Linked DNA regions of Mus musculus: all the other regions are linked to region 2. Evidence: chromatin contacts called from public promoter capture Hi-C data. All regions are on one chromosome and are shown on one strand. Each heading gives the region's core, a stretch centred on a gene start, on an enhancer-like site or on the middle of the called end of the contact. The rest is flanking DNA. Distances are from core to core; before and after follow the strand shown.

Region 1 (2,700 bases), core at 53-2,552, 770 kb before region 2:
TGCAGCCAGTTCTGATCTCCCTTCCTGCAAACCATTGGCTTTTCTTGGTCTTCCCCGTTTCCGTTTCAGAGGATCGTTCTTCTTATTGGAAATAACCACCACTGGCGTCCCAGTGCAGTTCAAAGCTGGTGGCTTTGGGGCGCTATGGTTATCCTGGAAGTCTGCGTATGCCTTTACCAGGTCATAGACTTTTAAGAACTGAGCAGTAGCCAGGATCTGCTCTGTCGTTTTCTCACTGGCATGTAGATAACCTGTATAGATAAATTCCAGCAGGATGCCAAAGGTGTCTGCAACCATGCCTTCCAGCATGTAGATAGACTGGCCAATCTCGCCCTCTTCCGCAAACATCATTGAGAAATACTCGCTACTGGCGGCCAGCAAGGCTTTATGGGCTCGGAAATGCACATTCTCCACGATTAAAGTAATATCACAAAGAAAGCCCTTCTTCCTTTGATCCTCCAGACTGGCCAGCACAGTGTCACTGTGAGTGTCTGAGTGTACCATAAGCTGCCCACAAGGCTCCGGGGTTGTGTCTGCCATTTTCTCCAGAAGACTCTGAAGAGGCTTAAATCTGAAATAAAAAATCAATGTTTATTTAGGAAGAAGTATTGCCTAACTAGACTGTTCGTGTTCCAGCTGTCACAACCCAGTTTTTTTTTTTTTTTTTTTTTTTTTTTTACATTATCACCTTCTACACTCTACTTGGAAAGCCAAGCCTTGGGTTCCTCCCCTTGTTGCGGCTACCCTGCTGGATGCCTCTCCAGTACCCACATAACCTCTTACGGTGGGGAATTTCCTCTGGAAATTAGAGAACGGGTTCAAAAGTCTGTACGGCCCTCCGGTCCGTTAACTTTGTAATTAAACTTTCAAAGTGTGGCGGCACAAAGTTGGAGTTGGGGGTGTGCTGCCTCGATGCTACACACGGAATAGCTGTTTCGACTATAGGAACATATATGAGAAATATGGGAACGAACCCACGCAAGGGAGATCTACGGTGAAATAACGCGCGGATTCAGAGGCCCCGCTCTGAGCAGCGGCGCCCGGAGCTCCGTCCCAGGCCTGGGGCCTGAGTCCCGCGGACGTTCCGCGGCCCAAGGCCCCGGGCCGAACCAACCGGCCGCGGACCTACCTGTCAGGGCCGCCCCGCAGGGACTTGCTACGGTCAGCCCACCCGGCTGCCCAGAGGGCACTAACCGGGCCTGTCGCCGGTCCCCGCCCCCGCCACCACTACGCTGTAGCTCCGGACTCCCGGCGTCTGTCAACCCGGAAGCGCGCACAAGGGCCGTAGCATCACGTGACCCCGGAGCCCCGCCCCGAGGGCGGGCTTTGCTGTGGAATCCGGAAAGGGAGGGTCTGGTGCGGAAACCTGCCAATCTGCGGAAATTTACCTCCAGTTACCCCGCTGAGTTTCCTTTAGACCTCAGTAGACACCACATCCGCTGATTAGATGCTGAGCATAAAGACGGCGGTGGCTTCAATCAGCAGATATTTACCTCCTGAATGAATCCTCTTCCTCGCTTTCCTTCCCAAGTTACTCATCCTCAGCTCTGTGTTTATCCATAAAATGGAGGTGTTAACCTACCTGGTACGGTTAGAATGAGCTTAGTAAGTGCTTGGCTTGGCTAAAAAGACCGAAACGACCGCTGTTTTTATTTAGATTTATGGCACTTCTGAGAGACTATTGAGGGTTTCAGTTGTCTCAGGACAGTGTCGCTCCCTCTGAGACCTATGGGTATGGGAGAGTTCTCTAAATAAAAACCTGGGTAGGATCTGCTGTGGCTCTGTGTTCCGGACCAATGCTCCTAAGTCCCGCTCAGATTCGTTCCGGACCTACTCCAACTGTGCCAGCAGCTTCCGCTCAGCGTTTATGCATCGCGTGTACCTAATTATCTCTACTTTGTCCACTTCCAGATTATAAATTTGCCATCTATATTGCCCACAATTTGGAAACTAAAGATGGAATTACCAGCCGGACTCTTTCTTTCTTACTAGTTTTTATTAAAAGTGTAAGACCCCCAAAGCTGGGCCTCCGCTCAAGTCCCGGGATGAGCTGGCCAGCACCCCAGTGTCCCGAGAGAAAACCACACCTGATGCAAACTGCAAGAGGTTTTATTATCAGCTAGCTGAGGACGAAGTGTCTCCCTAAGTGTCTCCGCATTAGAGATCAGGGAAAACAAGCTTGGGGAACGTCTAGGGGCTTTACCTTCCAGGGAGAAACGCTCTAAGTTGGGGTCTCACAAAAGCAGCTCATACCACACAGGTATGAGCTCTGTGGTTTCCCCCTTATCTTTACAGAGTTATCTAGTGCACTCTATCCAGAGCTCCCTCGAAATCGGTCAGATATGTGGGCGTCCGAGTGGGATGCCAGGAGAGCTTTGCTTGACTTCTGCACTCCAGAAGGAACAAGGGTGGTTGTGGGATTGGGGATTTTGTTCAGTGATAGAGCACTGGGTTCTGGATTCTGCCCTCAGCACCGAGAGGAAAATAATAATAATAATGATAATGATAATAATGATAAAAAGACAGAAAGAACAAGGGTCAGTCTTTCAACTTTGCTTTCACATAGGTTTTTGTTTGGTTTTCTGCTGAAAGAATTGCAGTAAAAACAATGCAATAAAAACTCCACAGAGCCAAAACTAGATCAAATTTATCGAATAAGCTGCTATTTAAAGGAGAAACTGGTTATCGGTAAGAGTGTCA
Region 2 (2,700 bases), core at 168-2,667:
GTGTCTCTTTTAGAGTAACTAGCTAAGTCTTTATATAGGAGGTGCATTTCGGAGACAGAAAAAAGAGCTGTGTGCGTCCCAGAACATAAGAGAATTGCCTGTTAAGCAATGCCATGTGGGAAGACTGAGCGCAGGGCATATAAAAGTGGGGGAAGAAAATCACTGAAAGTAGTGGGGGTGTTAGAGTAGAGGAGCCAAAGGAAGAGCAGGCTGGTAAATGCAGGGGCCAGCTCGCAGGTGGGGGCTGGGTGCTCAGATGCCATCAAGAAAAACCCGACTCCAGGCAGCACAGCCAGCCTTGCTTCGGAGGATGGCACCGCAGTTGGAAGCAAGAGTGGCAGGTGTAAGGATGTGGCAAGCTCATATATCCAATTCCTAATCTTTTCAGTCCTAGGTACCACAGAGCTCCCAAAAGAAGGTGTAAGGTGAGGCTTCAACAACCAGAGGTTTAAACTGACCTACTCAATGAAGTGCGGGAAGTTAACAAGGCAAGGATCTGGCCCTGGAGCATCCGATTATTTCCCACTAAGTGGTGCTATGGGTTTGGCTTCTCACCCGGTGCCAGTTCCCACTGCTGGGTAGGGACTCTGGGGTCGGAGTGGGTGAAGGGGGCGGTGTCTGGATGCTACTGGAAGGCAGATCTTGACCATCACCTGGATGAGCCTTTCATAGTGTCTACCCATCCGGTTTTGTCCAGGCCTGGGTGGGGAAAACACAATGGCAAGCCATGCCTCCTTCCCTTTCAGCGCCCCCTCCCTTGCTGAAATGGGTGTGGTTGCTTGGTGCTCCTTTCCTAGAAGGAGGTCTGCCACAGTAGGCGCTCAGCAAACGTTAGTTGAATTTGCATGATCCCTGCTCAATTCCACTTCATTCTATAGGGATACTGAGTGAGACTACAGAAAGTTCCAGGGAGAGCTCAGCTAGAAGGAAATAGAAGAGTCTTGAGGTCCCAGTGGCCTGAGCAGAAGGCTCCCTAGCGCCATCTGGGTGCAGGCTCAACTCCAAGGTCCATGTCTGCATGGTTTGCAACTGACCTTCCTGCGGAGAAGCCCGCCCTGGGCACAGCAGCTCGGCTCTGGGGACGTCGTGCTCCCGCCACCCCGGGGCAGCACTCGGCGCCCACTGCGCACGTAGGTCACCTGCCTCCTTCTGGCTCCGCGTGGGGAGCCGGGCGCCGACAGTAGGTGTGTCCGGGGTGGCCCTGGGGAATCGCCGCGGCCCGGGGGTCCCGAGCCCGCGTGGCGCAACTCCATGCAAAGCCGTAGGCCCAGAAGCAGCGCGGCACCGAGCAGCCACCGGGGCAGGGCTCCACAACCACGCCCGGGAGGCTTGACAGTGGCCATGGCGGGGACCTCGACCTCCGGCTGTGCTCTGGGTCCCACCCTCAGCTCCCAGCCGCCTGCAGAGAAGCGTTCCCAACGGACCGGGCTGACAACTGTGGCAACTCCCCAGCGGCCCGCCTTCTTCCCTGCGACCGGGGAGGCCCCGGCGTAACCTTATCCTGCCCAGCCGCAGCAGGAAGAGCGAGGGGCGGTGGGCTAGGCGTGCACCCAGGCTGCCATAACAGGGCTGGGTGTCCTTAGGTGTGACCAGCCTGTAAAGTCTGGCTAGTGGGGAGAGCCAGAGTCAGAATAGAGCACGTTCCTCCGGGGCGCCTGAGCTTTGACTTCATTTGTTGGTGTTAGTATTAGACACAAGGAAAGAGGAGAGGTGAGCCGCCAGGTTTGGCCCCAAAGAAAAAGTTGTCAAGCAGTTTTTGCCACTAAGCATGATATAAAAATAATCATACTTATGCTCAGGTTTACAACTTCTCTCCCTCAAGGGGAGAGAGAGAGAGAGAGAGAGAGAGAGAGAGAGAGAGAGAGAGAGAGAGAGAGAGAGAGAGAGAGAATAGCACTCCGTACAGAGGAGAGAATAGCACTCCGTGCAGAAGAATCAAATTAGTTATTCAGTTTCTAAATTCTGCCCGAAGCCAGCCCATGCTTTCTCCCTCGGTGTTATGAAATGTGTGGGGGTGAAGGGAAGGGAGACAGCCAGCGAAGACATCTGACAGCGGGAAAGAGGGAACAGAAGTTACCATGGAGTGCTGGAAATCAAATTAATTTAGCTCCAAACACACACCTCCCTGCTGCCTGGCAGAAATGCAGAGGGACATATTTATCTCTGGGCAAAACGCTCCCTAGCCGGGATTGCCATTGTCACCTTGACCTTAATTAAAGAAATCTAGATGCTCATAGTTTGGACTCACAAATGGGGTTGGTATCCCACTTTTGTTAGGATTCTTTCCCTCCACCTGTTTAGGGTGACATTGATTTCTAGATTTACATTCAGGTTCTTTGGGATTCTTTTGTTTTTTTTAAACCATGGCCAGATACCCACCCCCAACACACACATGCACGCACACACACATACACACACGCACACATACACACACACACACACACACACAAGCATACATACATGCACATTACACACACACACAAGCACACATACACATCACACACACATACACACACATATGGATATATTTTCCATGCTTCTATGTAGGTTGTCTCTCTCCCTAGCCTGCGACACGGACAACAGAGATCTAGAATGAAGTCTGGCCACCTCCTCATTTGAATGTTGGGATTTTCCATAGGGAGCTCTGCTCTCTGAGATTCCCATTCCTTTTTGGCAGAATTATTCTTTGTCAGAGAGCAT
Region 3 (2,700 bases), core at 198-2,697, 580 kb before region 2:
TCAGCCTGTGTCAAGTTGACACACAAAATCAGCCAGTACAGGGTGTGTGCATAATTGGACATGCAGGTCAGTAGAGGGCAATATAACCCAATAAATTTTATTTATATCCATTGTACCTAACTGAATTAAAAGCACCTCAGCTAGTGGCTAAGAAGACCTTGAAAACATCAATATAAAGGTTTTACTATATTATGTATATTAATATACATAATACACAGCAGTGGCCAGCAATATAGTGCATGTGAGATTATTCTGAGAGGTTGCTTAGCAAATGTTAGCTTAGTAAGGAAGCAAACAAACAAACCAAGGGAGATGAGGGAGAGAACGAAGCAGTTGTGTCCTTTCGGTTTCTGTGATCACATGCAGCCAAGGACTGCTTCACAACTGTCTTCATGAATGCAGAAGTTGTATATTCATGTCTCATTCCCTGGCTGCTTGGGGTAATATAAGTTGGAAATGGATAATCTATAACTTTCAACATTGAAAAGTAGCAGTAATGTACACAGTTTGAAAATTAAGGTAGAAAACTTTAATGAAAACATTTGTTCATCTGCTGCTAGGCCTGGTAGTACAGGCCTATCATTCCAGTTATTCAAGAAGCAGAGGCAGGGGGATCACAAGTTTAAGGCCTACCTATGCTGCAGAGTGAATTTTAGTCTAGCTTGAGCAGCTTAGTGAGACCCTGTCCCTGAGTACAAGGAGGCCAGGGGTGGATGTGTCTCAGTGTTAGAGCACTGGTGAGCACGTGTGAGGCCCAGGTTTCAGTCCCTGGGATTGTACAAACTGTGATAAGTATGAGTGCTTCTCCAGTAAGTATAGATTAGTAGTATAGAAGCAAATTAACAGCAAAGCAGAGAGTGATGGTCTATTAGTGGAACAAATACCTACCTCTAGATGAGTGGATCTTGTTCCTGCCTTACAGAGTATAATTGAAAACTTCTTGTAAATGGAGCCCTGAATATCTATACTTCATGGAATTCTGTGTTAATTATGTACATTAAAAATGTTACTTAATGCCTGTAACTGAACCCAGCCTGGTTTGCCTCCCTATCATCAGCCAGTGTAGTTTGAAGTGAGTTTTACAAAAACATTTATTTACAAGGTGGTCAAGCATGTGGAGACAGGAAAGCTAGCCCCAGAGCCCCCTCTCTTGCATAAGGTATAGGGTATTTGTGGTTAAAGAGGCAGGCGCGGGGGTGGGGGTGGGGGTGGAGGGGCAGGGTCTAAGGCATGAGGAAGGATAATTGGAAGTAACCAAAAGTGGACACATTGATGATCTACACTGTGCAGTCGGATTGCATGGATCTTATAGAATGTGAGTCCAGAGGACTTACTAGTGTCCTAGTACTCTGAGGGTGGACTTTGGTCTCCTGGTGTTGTTATGCCCTGAGTTCAAGGGAAACCCAGATGAGCCCAAGAACTTTGAAGTCAGCTGCAACTTGCAAAAGAGCCTTTTAGTTTGAACTCGGATCACATGTCCTGCACTGCACTCACAGGGTGAATGCTGACAAACAATGTCTGAGTGTGGAAAGCACTGGGTTTATGTATAGTATAGTTAGGAATCCCCTGAAAGTTCACAGAAAAGGGGAGTGGAGGGCTGTAATCGGAACTGAAGCTGGGAGGGGGATTAATGAGTGTCTGCTGTGGGGTTATCAGGAACTAATTTTATCGCAGGTTGTAACTGTCTGTGACCTCTGATTACCTTTTCTCCATGATTTAAATGCAGGGCCCTAATCTCCTTAGTTTGTTATTTCTCTGAGGTCTCAAGGACAGGCACCTGGAGAGTTCGTAGTTTATCTGGAAGAGTGTTGGTTTCTGGAGATACAAAGGGGAGGATGTCTCGTGCTAGAGTTTGGTGCCTCAGGATGTCTCCATTAAGGGGAAGTTTTATGGGTAGTGCCATTCTAAAGCTAGGCTGGGTTCCCTTGGAGTGGCCAGGGAAGGGGAGGGAGCCCTGGGCTTGCTGCAGGAGACGGCAGCACAGAAACCAGCTGTCTGCATATTGTGTTTGCTGCGGGCTGCAGGGATCAGCCTTTTCTCTCCCCAGCTTTCTGATTCCCTCATGCTTTTTTACTTTGTGTGTTTACTGAGACTAGCAAGGGGATTTAAATTGTGCTTTCCAATTAATCAAACTAGAGAGCAATTAGAGATTAAGTTACTGTTTCATAGAACAGGAAAGTCTTTTCATATGTGGCTTTTTAACAAAATAATGAAGCAATGTTAGAGTTTACTAAGAAAATGTCTTAATGAAGATTTTTAATGTGAACCTAAGAGCAAGGACTGAGACAGGATGACAGGCATGTAAGAGAGTCTCTGTGCTAGCACATGCTTGCAATCTGTGTGCACCTCTTAGAGAGAGTCAACGGAATGATAAGGTTCCATTTGATTGGCTAATAATGAGGTTCAAACCTAGGACCTCTCACATGCCTGGCCAGAGCCCAGCCACTGGGCTACACCCTCGGCCCTGTCATGAGCTACCTGGGCTACACCCTCGGCCCTGTCATGAGCTACTCTGTGAAGAGGATGAAGCAGGTGCTGCTTGTCCTCACTTGGAGGAAGGTCGTGGTTAAACCATCAAGGAATGTCTGTGTCTGCCTCTCACATGGCTACTGTGTGAGGTTGCCAAGAAGAAACATGCTTTCCTTTGCCCCTCTGCCTTGTTGTGAGTCCCTCCCTCTGTGGGCACCCCCTCTCTGGGGC
Region 4 (2,700 bases), core at 181-2,680, 810 kb before region 2:
CAACATAAGTCTAAGACTGTGTCCCAGAACACCTAACATATTTACTAATTGAACTTCCCAGGAAGAAAAAAAAAAGGTTGCAAACACTTTGCCTGCAGTGTGGAACAACCACAGGAAATATTAATGTCTTAAGAGAGTCAAACAAGAAAGAGAGAGAGAGAGAGAGAGAGAGAGAGAGAGAGAGAGAAGGGAGGAAGGAAGGAAGGCCACTTTAGCTGTAAGACACTGGTTCATGTCTCAAAAATACCAAAAAAAAAAAAAAAACCCAATAAAGAAACAAACACAAGCACTAAGCCTTCATCTTCCAACACACACACAAGACAGCACTTTCACTCTGGATGCTAGAGCAAGCAAGGGTGTGTGTGTGTGTGTGTGTGTGTGTGTGTGTGTGTGTGTTCTGAGGGTGAATTCTACTGCCCTTGCTCTCCAGCTGGAAAAAACAAGCACAAACAAACTAGTTGCTGGCTCAGGGCTGCGTGTATTTCACCACCGTACCCCCCAGGTTTTTTCCTGTTTCCAGGTAGCAGGCGTGCTGCGGCATGATTGACCTGGCTACATTTGTTTGTTTCCTGGTGCATAAAATATCATTCTACATGTTTACAAATTCATACTTGGATTCTTCACAGCACTTCTGGGACATCTCTTAAAAATCTGAAAAGTATCTGATTCTGCTAAAATGCAGAAACAACTACAGAAATTATAAAGGAAAGGCCCTTCCAAAATTAAAGTACTAAAAAAAATCACAAGTGTTTTTTTCTTTTCTTTTCTTTTTTTTTTTTAAACTAGAGGCGGGGAGGCTGAGGTGGTATCTGGGGCACCGGGTTACCTCAGCGATGGTCCTGAAAGCTGGAGCTTTTGAATATTTTCCCGTAATTTTGAATTTTGTAAATCCATAATCCAATAAAAAATTTCACGTGAACTAGCATTTCCATGCATAGGTGTTCCGAAATTACCATTTTCCCAATACGGATCCCCGCGAACGCTCGCTCGCGCTCCGAGTCTCTTCCAGGTCGCCCTTCCTTGCGACCAGCATTTGTTCTCTATGCCCCCATCCAGCCCTAGGACAGAACGTGGACCCCCGCCCGCCAGCGCAGGCGACACCGCGGCAGGGGGCTGAGGTGCGCACGGCGTCTGGGGCGAGGGGTTACCTCAGCGATGGTCTTTGACACCTGAAAGCTGGAGCTTTTGAAGAGCCCCACCACCTTCAGCTTCAGGGGCGGCTCGGGCGGCAACCGCACGTGACATGCTGGGGGCTTCGACTTGGGCCGGCACGGCTGCTGGGTGGCCATGGCAGGGACAGCAGAGAGCCCGGAACACAAATAGTGCGAGTCGCCAGGGCAACCGCGTGGCTCCTCCCCGAACGCCCGCAAGGGGCGGGACCTGAGTGAGTTCGTGGGCGGGGCCTCGCATCAACTTCAAGCCTGTTGCTGGTGGAAGCCGAGCCGGGAACAAGGGAGGAACCTGTAGGCCGCGGTGCGGAGAACCCACCGAAGGACCTAAGAATCTGGAACAGTCCACCCGAGATTCCTTCCAGGACTGCCGGCGGCCTCGCGCAGCCAGCCCGGGATTTGCAGCCGACCTTCTTTCCGGGTGGAAGGACGGCCTTTGTCCCAGTAACGCAGGAGTCGCCCCCCACCCCCAACCAGCTCGCGTTCCTGGGTCGGGGCAGCGCAGGACAGGGCAATAAGCCTGTGCGCGCAATCCGCCTCGCCGCCCTTGCTCCGAAGCACTCCAGCCATGAAGCTCAACTTTTCTCTACGGCTGAGAGTTTTCAATCTCAACTGCTGGTAAGTAAGTGCTCCCAGGCGTGGGCTGCAGCCTCGGAGCCACCTTCCAGTCCCCTCTCGCACATGCCTAGGAAGGAAGCAGGTCTTCTTCAGCCGAGCTAGACCCTGTCCTTCCCGAACCACCAAAGTCCACATCGCCTAAAGACCAGAGCTTGGGTGGTTGCAGCAATCACCAAAGTCCCTATCATCCAAAGCTGAGGTGATGACAGCAGTAATCGTCCCAAACCTGGCCCATGTCTTTCCTTTTAAATGATTTACTTTTATTTTATGTACATTTGGTGTTTTGCCTGTATGTATGTCTGTGTGAAGGTGCCAGATTCTCTGGAACTGGAGTTACAGACAGTTGTAAGCTGTCATGTGCTTGCTGGAAATTGAACTGCTGACCCATCTCTTCTGCCCCCTGCGTCCTCCACCCCTTTTAGGGACATCCCCTACCTGAGCAAACATAGGGCGGACCGCATGAAGCGCTTGGGAGACTTTCTGAACTTGGAAAACTTTGATCTGGCTCTCCTGGAGGAGGTGAGGTTGTAGGGCAGGCTAGGTTGGAGGAGGGCAGCAGGCGGCAGGCGGCGCAGGAAAACTGTTCTGTCTGGGATGAAATCCAAGCAAGTATCCTCACCTTCTTCCTCAGGTGTGGAGTGAGCAGGACTTCCAGTACCTAAGGCAAAGGCTATCGCTCACCTATCCAGATGCACACTACTTCAGAAGGTGAAAAGCCTGTGTTCTCAGCCTGTTCTCAGACGAGGAAGCTCTCCAACATTCTTGCTTGCACCCTCGATCTTCTTCCTCTGGGTGTGAGAAGAGCAGGCCGTCACCCTCATCTTGCAAGGGCTGCTGTCTTAGGCTTTGTTCTGGGGTTGATCTTAGCAGTAGAGCTGGGAGACCGCGGAGGGGAAGAGGGCTGGCTGGGTAC

What was found. Promoter capture Hi-C pulls out the DNA fragments that hold promoters and counts their contacts.
Region 1: a contact with region 2 is called in a promoter capture Hi-C map of stem cell-derived epiblast-like cells, with 4 times the contacts expected there. The contact joins the promoter of Zbtb24 here to the promoter of Mettl24 in region 2. A contact is called at or near these places in 8 of 39 promoter capture datasets (the 3T3-L1 cell line, cranial neural crest, embryonic stem cells and 3 more) and 1 of 115 datasets of contacts at active chromatin or transcription factors (astrocytes).
Region 3: a contact with region 2 is called in a promoter capture Hi-C map of liver, with 4 times the contacts expected there. The contact joins the enhancer-like site here to the promoter of Mettl24 in region 2. A contact is called at or near these places in 9 of 39 promoter capture datasets (the 3T3-L1 cell line, 3T3-L1-derived adipocytes, cranial neural crest and 4 more), 2 of 115 datasets of contacts at active chromatin or transcription factors (embryonic basal ganglia and embryonic hindbrain) and 1 of 9 other capture datasets (adipose tissue).
Region 4: a contact with region 2 is called in a promoter capture Hi-C map of stem cell-derived epiblast-like cells, with 2.9 times the contacts expected there. The contact joins the promoter of Smpd2 here to the promoter of Mettl24 in region 2. A contact is called at or near these places in 3 of 39 promoter capture datasets (the SN4741 cell line, embryonic stem cells and stem cell-derived epiblast-like cells) and 1 of 115 datasets of contacts at active chromatin or transcription factors (embryonic stem cells).

Annotation. Positions count from the first base shown.
Region 1 is chr10:41,448,960-41,451,659 of GRCm38.p6, reverse strand. It overlaps Zbtb24 (zinc finger and BTB domain containing 24), which reads right to left and starts at 1,302. Exons shown (of 7, transcript NM_153398.3): 1 at 1,130-1,302; 2 at 1-571. The coding sequence starts at 540.
Region 2 is chr10:40,681,999-40,684,698 of GRCm38.p6, reverse strand. It overlaps Mettl24 (methyltransferase like 24), which reads right to left and starts at 1,417. Exons shown (of 5, transcript NM_177793.3): 1 at 1,035-1,417. The coding sequence starts at 1,343.
Region 3 is chr10:41,259,483-41,262,182 of GRCm38.p6, reverse strand. All of the region lies in intron 10 of Fig4 (FIG4 phosphoinositide 5-phosphatase), which reads left to right. Among named protein-coding and RNA genes, the nearest start is that of Fig4, 42 kb to the left of the region's middle. Within about 2 kb of position 1,447, at least 19 of the 459 cell types and tissues checked have an H3K27ac peak or open chromatin away from gene starts, as enhancers often do. A contact at or near this core is called in liver, where this site is marked.
Region 4 is chr10:41,489,070-41,491,769 of GRCm38.p6, reverse strand. Smpd2 (sphingomyelin phosphodiesterase 2, neutral) reads left to right here and starts at 1,430. Exons shown (of 10, transcript NM_009213.2): 1 at 1,430-1,787; 2 at 2,210-2,306; 3 at 2,419-2,495. The coding sequence starts at 1,738. It overlaps Ppil6 (peptidylprolyl isomerase (cyclophilin)-like 6), which reads right to left and starts at 1,331. Exons shown (of 8, transcript NM_028430.1): 1 at 1,149-1,331. The coding sequence starts at 1,289.